5 separate regions of the Mus musculus genome follow, and all the other regions are linked to region 4. The links are chromatin contacts, called in public HiCAR-type, HiChIP or PLAC-seq and promoter capture Hi-C maps. All regions are on one chromosome and are shown on one strand. The core of a region is the stretch at or near the end of the contact, and the rest is flanking DNA. Distances in the headings are between cores, read along the strand shown.

The links. Promoter capture Hi-C pulls out the DNA fragments that hold promoters and counts their contacts. HiCAR-type assays count read pairs that join an accessible place to other places. HiChIP or PLAC-seq counts read pairs in DNA pulled down with a chosen protein or histone mark.
Region 1: a promoter capture Hi-C map of erythroid cells shows a contact between it and region 4, with 6 times the contacts expected there. The contact joins the promoter of Rfc3 here to the promoter of B3glct in region 4. A contact is called at or near these places in 5 of 39 promoter capture datasets (the 3T3-L1 cell line, erythroid cells, liver and 1 more).
Region 2: a promoter capture Hi-C map of pre-B cells shows a contact between it and region 4. The contact joins the promoter of Pomp here to the promoter of B3glct in region 4. A contact is called at or near these places in 3 of 39 promoter capture datasets (the 3T3-L1 cell line, liver and pre-B cells).
Region 3: an H3K4me3 HiChIP or PLAC-seq map of embryonic forebrain shows a contact between it and region 4, with 4 times the contacts expected there. The contact joins the enhancer-like site here to the promoter of B3glct in region 4. A contact is called at or near these places in 5 of 39 promoter capture datasets (the 3T3-L1 cell line, hippocampal neurons and liver) and 1 of 115 datasets of contacts at active chromatin or transcription factors (embryonic forebrain).
Region 5: a contact with region 4 is called in a HiCAR-type map of astrocytes, with 2.1 times the contacts expected there. The contact joins the promoter of Ubl3 here to the promoter of B3glct in region 4. A contact is called at or near these places in 1 of 39 promoter capture datasets (hippocampal neurons) and 4 of 115 datasets of contacts at active chromatin or transcription factors (the SCID.adh cell line, astrocytes, embryonic forebrain and 1 more).

What each region holds. Positions count from the first base shown.
Region 1 is chr5:151,649,923-151,652,622 of GRCm38.p6, reverse strand. Rfc3 (replication factor C (activator 1) 3) reads left to right here and starts at 1,415. Exons shown (of 9, transcript NM_027009.2): 1 at 1,415-1,557; 2 at 2,614-2,700. The coding sequence starts at 1,471.
Region 2 is chr5:147,859,222-147,861,921 of GRCm38.p6, reverse strand. Pomp (proteasome maturation protein) reads right to left here and starts at 1,294. Exons shown (of 6, transcript NM_025624.3): 1 at 1,231-1,294. The coding sequence starts at 1,233.
Region 3 is chr5:148,451,959-148,454,658 of GRCm38.p6, reverse strand. No RefSeq gene overlaps it. Among named protein-coding and RNA genes, the nearest start is that of Slc7a1, 53 kb to the right of the region's middle. Within about 2 kb of position 1,253, at least 34 of the 459 cell types and tissues checked have an H3K27ac peak or open chromatin away from gene starts, as enhancers often do. A contact at or near this core is called in embryonic forebrain, where this site is marked.
Region 4 is chr5:149,676,782-149,679,481 of GRCm38.p6, reverse strand. B3glct (beta-3-glucosyltransferase) reads right to left here and starts at 1,252. Exons shown (of 15, transcript NM_001081204.2): 1 at 1,103-1,252. The coding sequence starts at 1,145.
Region 5 is chr5:148,551,397-148,554,096 of GRCm38.p6, reverse strand. Ubl3 (ubiquitin-like 3) reads left to right here and starts at 1,309. Exons shown (of 5, transcript NM_011908.2): 1 at 1,309-2,144. The coding sequence starts at 2,118.

The sequences.
Region 1 (2,700 bases), core at 166-2,665, 2.0 Mb before region 4:
TGGTGCTCCTCAGAGGAGGGCCTCAGTCTTGTAATGGAGTGCTGTTAGTACAAGATTTAGACCCAGATTTAGCTTGTGAGCTAGCTTACATAATCTAGCAGTAGCTATCACAGCTTAGACAGATGGACCATTTTGTGGCTACAGGGTCCAATCCTTTGGACAGGTACATCACAGGGTGTTTCCATGGTCCCAAAATTTGGATTAAAAGCCCTTCTGTCTTGTTTTATGGACAAACAGATGAAAAAGTTTTGAGACATCTGGAAGTTTTAGGGCTGGAGTCAATGCTAGAGCTGTTTCTAAAGCTTCAAATACCTTTTGTTCAACCTCAGTCCAGATTAAGGGCTCAGTGCCCTGCTTCGTGCTGGTGTGTAGTGAGAGGCCTTGCTCTGCTTACAAACTCTGGAATCCAGAGGCAGCACTACTCCATTGCCCCTAGGAACATACCTATATAGTAGTTTCTATAGTGATTCCAAATCTCATCAAGCTGATGACCAAGATTAACCATAGCAACAAGCTTTCAGGTGTCTGAAAGAAACTTCTGAAGCTACTGCAGGGAGCAGATCAGAGCTGTGTCTCTGGCCTTGGCCCTCTGGCTATGATTTGAGGACTCTATCCTTCCTTCCCAGCCACTTCCTCAGGTCTCACAAGTTGAAGAATTCCAAGTATGGTTATAAGTTAAAAAATACAGGGCAACCAATTAAAATCTAATTTCAGATAAAAATTAATTTCATTGCAAATATTGCCTGGGACACACACCGAAATGTTATTGGGGATCTAAATGTTATTGGGGGCATCTGTGTGTTGTATTTGTGAAAACAAGTAAACCTAGGTTTTTTTTTTTTCTATGTTCTCTTCACATTCTTTCAATCTTTTAGATTAAAAGAATATACCCTAGGATCCACCATGAACTACCTGTCTTTGGACGTTGTCTGTCATGCTTCTGGGTACTTTCGCTTCTGATTTCCTTTACTTTCTATTTCCTTTACTTTCCTAGTTCAGAACATATAGTTCACAGAGGCATGTAGGCAAATGCTCATTGAATATTGGAGTTTGTTTATTATTTTAAAGAAAAGCAGTTCTACTAATAAAGATAACAGATTATGTAGCACTAATTAGAATGAAGTTGTGAATCAGTGAATAAATGAAAGAATGAAATGGAGGGAATTTCCTTCCCTAAGAACTCAGATTGGACGAACCTGAATGTCAGAGATACATCTTTAATTCCTTCGAATGTTTTCTAAAATGTTACAGGGTGAGAACAAAGAGGCAGCCACTGCCCGGTAAATCCAGCGACTGTTGGTGCAGTGGTGGAAGTGGGAACTGCAGCGACTGCTCCACTCCCGGTTGAGATTGCCCAGTCTCCCTATCCGGAAGTCGCCGGGTGCCGGAAGTGACGTCGCACGCTTTCGCGCTCGCGGGAAAACTCTACTGTCTAAGCGGCGGGTCCGCTGGTGCGACTGTGGAGCGGTCATGAGCCTCTGGGTGGACAAGTACCGGCCGAGCTCCCTTGCCCGGCTGGACTATCATAAGGAACAGGCAGCACAGCTGCGCAACCTGGTGAGCCGCCCTGCTCAGCAGCTTCCTGCACAGCCCGGGGAAGGGAAGGGAAGGGAAGGGAAGGGAAGGGAAGGGAAGGGAAGGGAGGGAGGGAGGGAGGAGGCGGGCGCCCCGGTGCTAGCGAGGGGGTCAGAGTGACGCGTTCCTCAAAGTGCGGTGTGTTTGCTGCCGGGAACCTCAATGGCTTGGTGTGGGGACCAGAAGAAGGCCAGTGTAGTGGAGAATCAGGAGCAAGCAGCGGCGGTAGGGGGCGGGGATGGGGGTGTGCCCGGGCCTCGGTGTTACTGCAAATGCCTGATGGGCTCTCCCGCTACAGAGAGCTTAGGTGGGAAGCTGATAGAGGTGACTGTGCCCCGGACCCTGTTCTTAGTTACTGCGGAATCACAGCTAAGGCTTTTCTGAAAAGGAGAGATTATTTTAACGAGTGCCGCGATCGTTCATATGAGAGCTTTTGGAAGACTCGAGGGTGAAGTGGAAGATATGTTTTAGGTTTGGTTTTGGTTTTGGTTCGTGATGCATGCACTAATTTGAAATAGAATATTATGCTTCGTTAATACACGTGCCGGTTTTCCTTGCAAAAGCTTTAATGTTCAGTTTCCCGGTGGCAAGATCAAGACCCCATGTTAATAGTACTCTTTCGTTTGATGGCACTCTGTTACTGCTGTCTTTTCCATAGCATTGATCAACCTTGATCTAGTGTGAAGTTCTTCTGTCTCTTCCAAGTGAACTTACAAGGAAATCAGCGCACCTGCTTCTGAGCAAGAGGACCATTATGGGGAGCCCGGGCCAGACAAGCATCTGTCTTAGTTACAGAGATTGGGTTCGCCTTCTGTCATCCCTTAGTTTCAAACGGGCCCTTCAGATAGCTTACTTAGGGAGTGCCTACTTTTAAGCATTTAGTGCATGTAAATTAGATTAAATTAGTGTCCAGAGTTTGGTACATTTTCTGTTGGAGCTGGATGGTAAACAGAATATCTTGGAACTTTAAAAGTGGTTTGTTTAACTTAGTTCACCCAGTTTAACTAAGATATAATGTCTTGTTCTTTTTTTCCTTAGGTGCAGTGTGGAGACTTTCCTCACCTCTTAGTATATGGACCATCAGGTGCTGGAAAAAAGACAAGAATTATGTGTATTCTACGTGAA
Region 2 (2,700 bases), core at 45-2,544, 1.8 Mb after region 4:
TGTTACTAGTCTAGACCAAACAATTCTGAGAAAGCAGCTAGTTGATAGACTTACTTCACCTGTGTATTTGACCTGGCAGCTCGCATGGGGGGGAATGTCAGCAGCCCCAACTGGGTCTTGCTTGAGCCTCACCAGTCTCCCCAATTCTGCACAAGGTTTCCCCAAAACACACCACCTCACCAACAAAATCGCTAACAATCTCCTTCTAGACCTCATTAACATCTGAGAAATAGAGTTCGGGGCTCCAACTCTATAATTCAAGGGCCTGGTACTGTTGGTGTCCCCACTCTTCACACAGGAAACCACGGGGATCAGGAAGACAACAGGTAATCTATCCTGGACAGTCACCTACTCCGTGACTGCCAGTCAAGCACAGACTTCCAGGACTGGCCCTGTCTATGATTATAGCTGTCCCAATGCTGACTGACACCACTACAGTACAGTGTTCTCCTGGGGACAGATGTACTGAAAAGCACCAAAGGAGAAGTTTCGCTACACACAAAGGGGAAATTCTGAACTCTAGTATTGCTGTTACTATCGTCCCGGTGTCCTTTTGTAAAATATGAGGACTCCTTAAGGTTCTAGTTCAGTGTCAGATACAAGTTAAGTCTATGAAGACCTAAAAACCATTCATATTTCAGCGTTTCTCACATTCCTTTACACTGGTTAGCGGTCTCTGCCAATCCAAGCTTTCTGGACGTGGGCAGATGGCGTGCGGAGGAGTGCCATAGTGACTCAGGACTATGCTCAAAGAGAAACAGAAAGTGGGGCAGGAGGAGAGGCCAGAAGGGGAGGAGAGGCCAGAGGGGGATGCGAGGGAGTTCAAGCACTAACTATACGAACAAAACGGGAGCGACACATGGCACACAGAGAGATGTTTGTAAACCGAGGCTGAGCTGTACGAATGCAACGGGCGGTCGTGCGCCTTGGCGGGTGTAGGGGTGCAGTCACCCTAAGGGAGAAGGCACGTGGCGTGTCCCAACACGCACACAAGGCTTGGCTTTCGGAGGTGCCCAGTGCATGGAGTGCATCCGCCTCCACTGCTGGGAAGGGGCGCTGTGGCCTGGGAGGCCCGGGGAACTGACCCGCGCCGTCCGATCGGAGCCAGGACCACCCGAGAGAGTGCAGCCCGGGTCCCGCCCACGTCAGACACCCGCCGGGACCGGGCAGTCGCGATCGTGCCCGCACCACGAGTACCCGCCGCGACGGCGGCCCTCCGCGCTCACTCACCATCTTTGAAACAGCTCTGTGAGATCTATAAACCTGCTCGAGTCCGCCGGCCAAACCGCTCACTTCCGTTTCCGGGGCCGAGACGCCCACCCCTCCGCCCCATCCGCCGGAAGTGCGTCCTTCCGGCCAGGAAGGAAAGGGGGCGTGGGAGGAGCAGGGAGTAGCGTTGGGCCGGGGCTCCCACGCTCGCTGTCCCCCGGTGAGCGAGGGCCAAGGGCGCAGCTCGGGTGTGCACTGGCCCTGGCCTCGCGGGACGGTGTTAGATGGGCGTGTGCAAATGCACAGACTTCCCACGGGCCATCCAAGGACGCACGGTGGTGATTTACATAAAGTCCTTCTGCTGAGTCAAAAGTGGGACAACAGGCCTTTACGGTTTTATAAATCGAAGGTCCGAGGCTGGGTATGTGTAGAACCTAAGGAAAGGACCAAGCTAGCTTAGGCACCGAGCCTCAGGCAGAGGCGGGCTCCAGGGTTGTGGGGTGTGGATATTTCCGAACTTGGGGGGCAATCACAACCTGAGTCCCAAGTCAGGTCTGGCCACCGGTTCGTTCATAATAAGCAACTTAAAAGCGGGAGGCAGAAGGCGGCGATATGGTCAGTGTGGCCAGACTGGAAGACAGCAAAGACTTGGGAGGTTCCCTGGGACTAAGTCCTTTTCGGTGACATGGGGGTGGTGGTGGTGACAATTTTAAGTCAGGGTCATCAGAGCTAACGTATGTCAGGCTCTTAGAATTACAAATAACGTGGTTCTACATGTTGTACATGAGTCATCTCCCTAAGTCTTTTCATTAAGCTTTTTTTTTTTTTTTTGTTATTCGAGACAGGGTTTCTCTGTGTAGCCCTGGCTGTCCTGGAACTCACTCTGTAGACTAGGCTGGCCTCGAACTCAGAAATCCGCCTGCCTCTGCCTCCCAAGTGCTGGGATTAAAGGCGTGCACCACCACGCCCGGCTTTTCATTAAGCTTTTTAAAATTAATTTTTAAAGGATTCCTCTAAAACGTTTTGTTTGACTGTCTGCGTGTGCATCAGGTGTGTGCCTGGTGCCCTCACACTCTTTTGCAACATTAGCGGTGTTTGCCAACACGAAAGAGTCTTAGGGTCTTATAGGACTGGAGTTATAGGTAGATGGTTGGGAACCACCCTCTGGGTGCTGGGAAAGGGACGCAACAGATGCTCTTAACCGCGGAGCCATCTCTCCAGCCCTGTTGCTCACATTATGAGAGTATGGCATAGCACGAAGGAGAAGAAGACAAAACAGGTCTTAGCTGTGCTGGCCGGAGGATGAGGCGGCTGGTCACTTGGGTTCTGCAGTCAGAAGCAGAGAGAAATGAATGTCGTCCTCTTGTTTTTGTCTTGTTACTCAGCCTAGGACCCCAGCCTATGGGATGGCGCCTCCCACATTCAGGGTACATCATTTTTAAAATGATGTAAATGACTTCACTGATATGCCCAGACTGTCTCCTCTCAGAG
Region 3 (2,700 bases), core at 4-2,503, 1.2 Mb after region 4:
CCCTACCCTGTCAGAACTCTTCTAGACCCGTCTTGGGACAGTGATGGAGGGGCTTCCCCTCCTTGGAACACCACACTCATTTCAAAGGACCCCTTTTTCTAGACCTGGAAGATGATGGCAAAGATGGTCCTGTCTTAAGCATGCTTGAAAACACAAAGGCATTTGCACAAACAGCACCCTGAATAAGCGCCAACAGCTCGTGACCTTGAGGGCGGGGCCCAGCTCTTCCTGCAAGGTGCGGGTCAGTGGCTCCTTGTTCTCAGAAGGCGTGGCCAAACTCTTGCAGAGTACAGTATCAGGAAAGACCTGCTCCAAGTGGGTCTAGTCCTCTAATCTTTTGCCTGCACAACCCCTGGGGCCTCTAGCTGGCATCCATATCTTTATACTCTTGGAAAATCAATATCCCCCTTTTTTTTCTTTGTTCCCAATGAATGAATTTGGGGGATAGCACCAGAATCAGAAAAGTTTCTATGAATTTCTTCCAGACTCGGAGTCTGGGAATCCTCGTGGGTGGCCGGGGGCCTGCTCTGAGTATTTTTCAATGCAGAAAAGGGCGTATTTGAGCAGCTGGCTCAGAAATAGACTAAATCTGTCTATAGCGTAATTGGTGCAGAAAGAGCTGGAAGACAAATTGAGAATGGTGGGTGTAAACAGAAGGGAAAGGTGGCAGAAGGGGAGCCAGATGGATGAGCCCAGACACAAAACACACACAAACAAAGGCTGCTAGGGACACCAGGAGGGCGCGTTTGCATGTGGGGACCAGAACTGGACTCCTTGGCTTGGAGGTTTGCGGTCCTAGGTCTGCTCCTGGAACCCTGCGAAGTCAGGCTCTGTAGAGGGCGATCGCTACGGCAGGTGGTCCAAATGGCCTCATTAGTGAATTCAGAACACAAAATCTTGGTCTAATTATTCAATTCCTTAAAGAATTTAGTTTGCTAAGAGCCTAGGGTGCGCGCGCGTGAGTGTGTGAGTGTGTGTGTGTGTGTGTGTGTGTGTGTGATATTTTGATTACAACGTACAATTTTTTCCCTTTACATAGCTGCATTCCATGGCAGCCTGTATCTGCTTTGCAGTGTGACAGAGGACAAGGACACCTTTCTTGTGATAGAATATATTACACATGTGACACCCACCCACCCCCAGTGCCAACTCTGTTGACAAATTTTGCTGTTTGACCAAACCCTCTCGAAGCAAGGAAGAATGGGTAGTCAGAGTGTCTGCTGCAAAGTACTTTAGCTATCTTGTCAGCAGCAGATGGACCCGCTGTCACCAAGCAAGCGACAGGTCAACGTCTGTGCAACTTCTGTGTCGGCTCAATACATACTTATAATTAAAGAATAATAAAATTTGCATTTGCTTACAAACAGGGAGGATCTTCTGTACAGCAGAGACCATCACAGCGAGAGATGCCAGTGAGCCAGGTGCACGTAACAGCGTAACAACAAGTAATTACATTGCCCTTTTCAGAGGCGCCATGCATGGCCCACCCAATTAAGCCTCCTAGAGTAACTTCCTGATGGCCCATCGTTTCTAACATCCCTTCCCCATTTATCATATCAGTGTTGCTTTCTGCATCTGCTTTCTTTCCTAGTCTGCCCCCCCCTCCACCTCTGCCGCCGCCGTCAAATTTCACGGTTCCCCAAAACGAAAAACAAAACTGCCGGTTCTCATTTCTTTGGGGGAAATTAGTCTTGTTTCTTCCCATAAATCATAAGCATACTTCAGCTGTAAACAGCATTAGCAACCGTGGAAGTAAATTGACTGCAGTGCTCCGAGAGACCAGAGGGTGCTGAGCAAGGTTTGGTAATTGTGACTTAGGGAGGGGTGGTGGGCAGTTGGGGGACTGGGGAGAATCGTGGGTGACTCCGTTCTTCTCTTTGAATGTGGGGATGTCCTCCCTGGCTGGGCATGGGTAGCCCTAGGCCGTGGTATAACAATTATGAATAGCATCTTTCTGGAAATGTTGCACTTTGGGTGATAAATTATATGGTAATTCAAATTAAGGTGTAAACAAGATAGAAACAAAAGCTTGTTTTGTAAAAGAAGCCAGACCAAAAGGCCACCTGTTATACAAAATGTCTAGAAAAGGCAAGTCCATAGGAAAAAACATATTAATGGTTATAAGAGGTCAGAGATAGGGAATTCCCATTAATCGGTAGAATTTCTTTTTTTTGGGGGGGGGTAGGATTTATTTAGGGAAGAGGGCAATGGTCTTACAATGGTAGTATGCCTATGCCAATACCTACATTGTGCACTTTAGGTGAGTAAATTAGGGTTCAACAAAATTGTTCTGTTAAAACAGAAGTTTAAAAATAATTAGGACGGGCTGGAGAGGTGGCTCAGAGGTTAAGAGCACTGACTACTCTTCCAGAGGTTCTGAGTTCAAATCCCAGCAACCACATCCATCTCACACAACCACAACCAGCTCACAGCCATCTGTAATGGGAGCCAAAGCTCTCTTATGGTGTACTAATATAAACAAAATAAATAAATCTTTAAATCTTTAAAAGATAATTAGGACACAGAAATCCTGCAAAGAAAAAAAACTAAAAAGTTTGCTCTCCATCTTTCTAACGGTGAGCACTGCTTCTCATACTCTTACGAATTGGCTTGGTGAAGGGGTTGTAGTGACACATGTTGGCCTCCAGAGGGCGCCTCGAACACAACCCGGTTTTTATGAACTTGGTTGGGGCAAGAAAA
Region 4 (2,700 bases), core at 3-2,502:
CAGGAGCTGAGGGTACAGGGTGGGGGTGACGCAAGGGATACGGGGAGGGGGGCGCGCCTTGGGGCGTGCTAATGGCTGTATCAGGGTTCTGTAAAGCTGGGTAGGGTCTCAAGGAACACACGATGGGATGCATGGAGTATTTAAGGCAAAACGGTGTGTGCTTGACTGGGGCGATGGGCGGGGGTGGGGGTGGGGTGTAGATAGTGGGACACCGGTCATGCACAGCAGGAGATCCAGGGTACATACGGAGGAGTGGGAAAAGGGGTGCCCATGGCCGAGTGCAGGTTGTCCACAACAGGAGGTACAGGGTGCACAGGGCGGAACACGGGGGATGCACAAGGTAGAGAGCGGGGTGCACACAGTGGGATGCGGGGTATGCACGGTGAGGTGGGATACGGTATTCAAGGTCGGGAGGGGTGAAACTTGGGATATGCACCTCCAGGCACTGGGAATGCACATGGAGGATCGAGGGGTGTGCACAAGGTGGGGCGCGGGGATGCACATCTAGGGGTATGGGATGCACAACTATGGGACCCATGAGTGCACAGCTGTGGGACACAGGGGCACACGGTAGAGAGCAGGGGGTGTACGGCCGGGCACGGAGTAAGCACAAGCAGAGGGTGCACACGGTGGGGCGCACGGAGTGTACACAGTGGGGCGCAGAGTGCACACGGCGGGCCGTGGCATGAATGCCGTGGGGCGTAGGATAGCTACGGTGGAGTGCGGAGTGCACACCGCGGAGCGCGGCAAGCATTCGGCGGGGCGCTGGGGGCGCACAGGGCGGGGTGCTCATAGTGGGGCGCGAGGTGTGCACCGCAGGGCGCACGGGCGGCGCGCAGGGGCGGGAAAGGCGCGGCCTCTTGTAAAGTTTCTAGCAGTTGCGCGGCTCTGGCTCCCGACCCGGCCGCGCCCTCCCCACCAGCCCGCGTGCCCCGGCGGAAGGAGGCGGAGATGGAGAGGGCGCGGGCCGAGGGTGGCGCCACTAGAGGGCGCTGCGGCCGGGACGGGGCGGGACGGGGCGGGCGGCAGCCGGAACCGCGCGGGGGTGGCCAGCAGCCCCGGGACTCCCTCCCCGCGCCCGCCCGGGCCGCTCGCTACTTACCCGCGGAGCAGCTGAACAGCGCCAGCAGCGCGGGAGGCCGCATCCCGGAGGCAGAGGCTCCGCGCCCTTCCCGGAGCCGAGCTGCGCGGACGCCCTGCGCGCCTGACCCTTCTCGCGCTCCCCTCCTCCTTCCCGGCGCCGCGCCGGCTCGGGCTGCGCCCTCTGGCGGCCGGGATCGGGAGCGCCCCGGTGTACGCTCGCAACCGGCGCGGTTGTAGGTGGTCCTGCTGCCCAGCTGGACCGCGCCCTCCTCTGGGCATCTGACCTCAGAGCTTCTTTTCTGACCCTCTGACAAACTCTGCCGTCATGCCCTTCGCTTCCCAGAACTTCTTTCCCCATCCCTAGCAGTAGATCACCCTTACTGTCCTCAAAGTGAAGGAAGAAGGATCGTTTTTTTCTTCCCTGCTAATGGACTATCTTCAGTTTTTATAAAAAGCAAAATCGATAATTCAACTCTTAATATTGTTGGCACCGATGTTCTACTTTGATGAAGGTGTTTTTAATCAGCTCAACTAATTTACTTAATATCCTCTTCTTAAATGGAATTTGATTAATAGCTTTGGCCCGGAGTTTTGCTCTTAATAGATGTTGGTGTAAAGCTAAATTTTTATTAATGTTATTTTGAGTGTTCACTGTGATGGAAGAGAGAGGGTATTCAAGATACTTGATGAAAATGAATCAATTAAGAACACAGAGAAGAGTGAGGTGGAAAAGTCACATAAGCAGAGTTCCTTCCAGCACAGAATCCTGAAGGGTCTCCCTCCCACCCTGGAAGAGTTCCACCTGAGGACCTTACAGTTACATTGTAGTGAACCAAAGAGGGAAACAATTACAGGGAAGAATTAGAGGGACCCTTCCCAGAAACACAGTTTCTCCTGCATCTCCAAGGATGTAAAAAAGACTGACTGAGCAACCCTGGCTTGTGTTTAGATGATGCGAGGCTAGAGGGCAGCTAGAGTTGCCTTTCAGCCACTGTGGTCACAGGACAAATGACTCACCGAACATCTCCCCCAACCACAGGTAGTAAAACTCTAGGGCAAGCCTGCTCATAAAGACTTTGGCAGTCATATTTCTTAGTTTCTGTGTGTTTCTTGTTGACTGGTGCCAGTCTCTTGACTGATGAAGACCAGCGCTACAGTTTTTCCAAATTCTTGGTTGGCTGCTTTAACTCCTTGGGCTTTCTTGGGAAGTTCTAAAGCTGATAGACAGTTTCCCATTGCTAAAGTTTTCTAGCATTCTCCTAGGAAATATTCCTTCCCTTTGTTAGACACCGTACCTATAAACAAGATGTAAATAGAGAGAAAAATCTAGTAGCCAAGTAACACAACTGAGGACCCTACTTTGGTAGCAAACAACTTTGAGGGCTTAGTGGATCAGACTTTTCATTGAAATTATCCTGGAAGGATGGAGAGGTGACTCAGTGATTAAGACCATGTACTACTCTCCTGGAGGGCCTGAGTTCCATTCCTACATCCACATTTGTTGGCTTATGACTGCCAGTAACTCAAACTCCAGAGTGGCCGATCCGATGATCCATCTGATGCCTCTGGCTTCTGCAGATACTGGCATCTCACGCACAGGCCTACACATAGGGTTAC
Region 5 (2,700 bases), core at 60-2,559, 1.1 Mb after region 4:
CTCTGTTTTCCTCTACGTTTGGATTCTTAGGGAGTTGGGTCTGTGATGTAGGCTCCTAGGAGTGTATGGAATGCCTTCAGCCAGGCCGCCACTCAAGAGACAAGTAGGTCCTCTGAAGTGTCCCGTGAGTTCCCGTCCGATGAGGGAACACGTGACTGGGGAGATGGTTCTGGGGAATGACGCAGGCTCCTAGACAACAGGGACTGCATAGCTCACGTCTGAACTCTCAGTGGCCGCAGAGCCTGTGGTGCACCTGTGCGTCGAGAGAGAAAGAGGATGAGTAGCCACCGTTCACGTCAGAAGATGTGCTGTTATTTACAAAACGATGTATGTGCCATGCATGAAATCATCCTTAACAGCACCCAGACTTTAGCCCTGGAAGGTAGGCAAGGCTGCCTTTAGGTGAGGTCACAACTGTAGGTGGGTGTAATAGTATCGTGTGGAGACTGCCCTTCCGAAAGGTCTGAGATATGAATAAGGCTCAACTGAATACTTGTGGTTTCTGTATTCTGATCCTAGATCCGTGGTAGACATTATTTTTTCACCTAAATATTCTAGCATCGGCATTATATTATGCTGTTTTAAATTCACAATACAATTACGTCACCGGGTCAAACAGGGGCTAGGCTGGGAAGTGGTGAATCTACATGTAGTCTCCACTACCACTATATAGTTTCTGGTCATTTCAATTAAGCGGATTGCAGCTTTATGGCCCTAGGACTTCAGGAAACGTGTGTTCAGACATTGCCTCTGCTTCACAAGAGTCTTGTTTCTGTTGAACTTCCACGGCCTTATTGGAAATCAATGATTGTTTCTGATCTTCAAACTGTCATGTTGAGGAGACCTAAAGATTAACTCACTCAATAAAATGGTTTGAGATTGCAGGATGTGGAGAACTTGCAATGATTAAAACACATGCTTCTGCACCACGGTGTGTCCTATTTTAACTGTGTCTACACAGTGCGCGAGGGAATTTCTCCGTGCAAGTTGTTTTCCTCCAACAATCCGCGTGATCATGGCATTTCTGGACACAGGTAGGGACTGACTCCAGAGCAAGAGCCTCTAAACTGAACCGAGACAAGGGCGCTATCCTTTCCTAGCAACTGTTGCTATGCGGGGGCGTGGCATCGATGCGGGCAAGGACGCCCCGGAGGCCCCTTCCCCTCACCTGCACAAACTACATTTCCCATGATGCTCCGAGAGGGCTCCGTTGTGACGAACGGAACAAGCGCAGACGGGGGCGGGGGAGGTGGGGGGCGCTATTCCCAAGTCGGCTCTCGGGCACCAGCAGGGGCCACCGCCGCCATGTTGGGCTGAGGCGATGACAGGAGGCGGCCGGGGCGTGTGGGATTGAGAAGTGGAGGAGGAGGCGGAGAGTCAGGGCTCTGAGGGGGAGCTGTTCCCAAGCTAAGGGAGGAGCCCCCGGAAGACGCTGCGGAAGGCAGGCAGCGAGGCGGAGGCGGCCGGAGCCCAGACGCGATGCGGCCCGACCGGCGCGGCTGCGCTGAGGCGCCCGCGGCCTGAGCCCCCCCGGCGCTGCGCTCGGTTCGGCTCGGCCCAGTTCGGCTCGGCTCGGCTCGGCGGCTGGCGAGGTCGATGCCCTTGAGCGCGGCTGCGCGCAGCCCGGCTGTGCGGCCCCGCGGCGCGCGCTGAGCTTCTCGGCGGCCCCGGCCGCTTTCAGCTCGGCGCTCGATGTGTAGCCACATAGTTATCTGTACACTTCGTCGCCGGGGCTTTAATGAGGACCTGAGTCGCGAGCGCGTGTGAATCACCGCCTGGGCCGGGGAAAGAGGACGGCGCATTTAACCCCCTCCCACCCCGCTCCATGTCCGTGTGTCACTCGGCTCTGTCCACCTGGCGCGGCGGGTCCTGGAGCTGCTACTGCTGCTGACGATCGGCTCCCCTCGCGCCTCTCGCCCCAGAAGCTCTTGTGCTCCCACGTAACTTCTACTTTTTTTTTTAATTTTTATTTTTTTTTTCATTTTTGGGAAAAGCTCAGCACAAACCGATCAGAATTGTGAAGGTTCTTTTTTATTTTTTCCGTAGTTCCAGCACTTCTGCTCTTGCTTTTTGTTTTGTTTTCTGCGTAAACCTCTGGCCCACTCTCAAAAGGCAAGATGTCCAGTCATGTCCCGGCGGATATGGTAAGTGAACGATAAGTTCCGACGTTCGGATTGTAGTGTGGTTTCCAATCTTATTTAATCGGAAGACGACGCTGGCGTCGGGGCGAAGGTTTCTGGGGCCCGGCGGGGGTGAGAAATGGGGGGCACTTCTGGAAAAGCCAATCTACTTGGCTTTGGAGAAGTTGGCTCTTCTGCCCCCCTCCCCCCTTTTCTTTTAGGAAGCACTGGTTTTTGGTGTGGTTTTGCAGCTTTTTCTTTCTTTTTTTCTTCTTCTTTTTTTTAAAACCACTGGGAGTCACTGGTTCGGTTGTGTTTCCTAAGTCGCCGGAGGCAGGGAAATGCAGTGGAAGCGGAGGAAATTCCTTCCCGATTGCTAGAAGGCTTTCAAGGCTTGGATTTAAACGCTTCGGGAAAACGTCAAGGGCTGTGTGGACACGGCCGGGGACGGGCGGCGAGCTGGATACCTAGGGTAGGAAGAGGCTGTCTGGCTCAGTGACAGACAAGATCGTTCAGACGTAGGTGCACACTTGATACATTTCAGGGGCAGCGGCGCACCTCTTTGGAAAAAGTCTTGCTG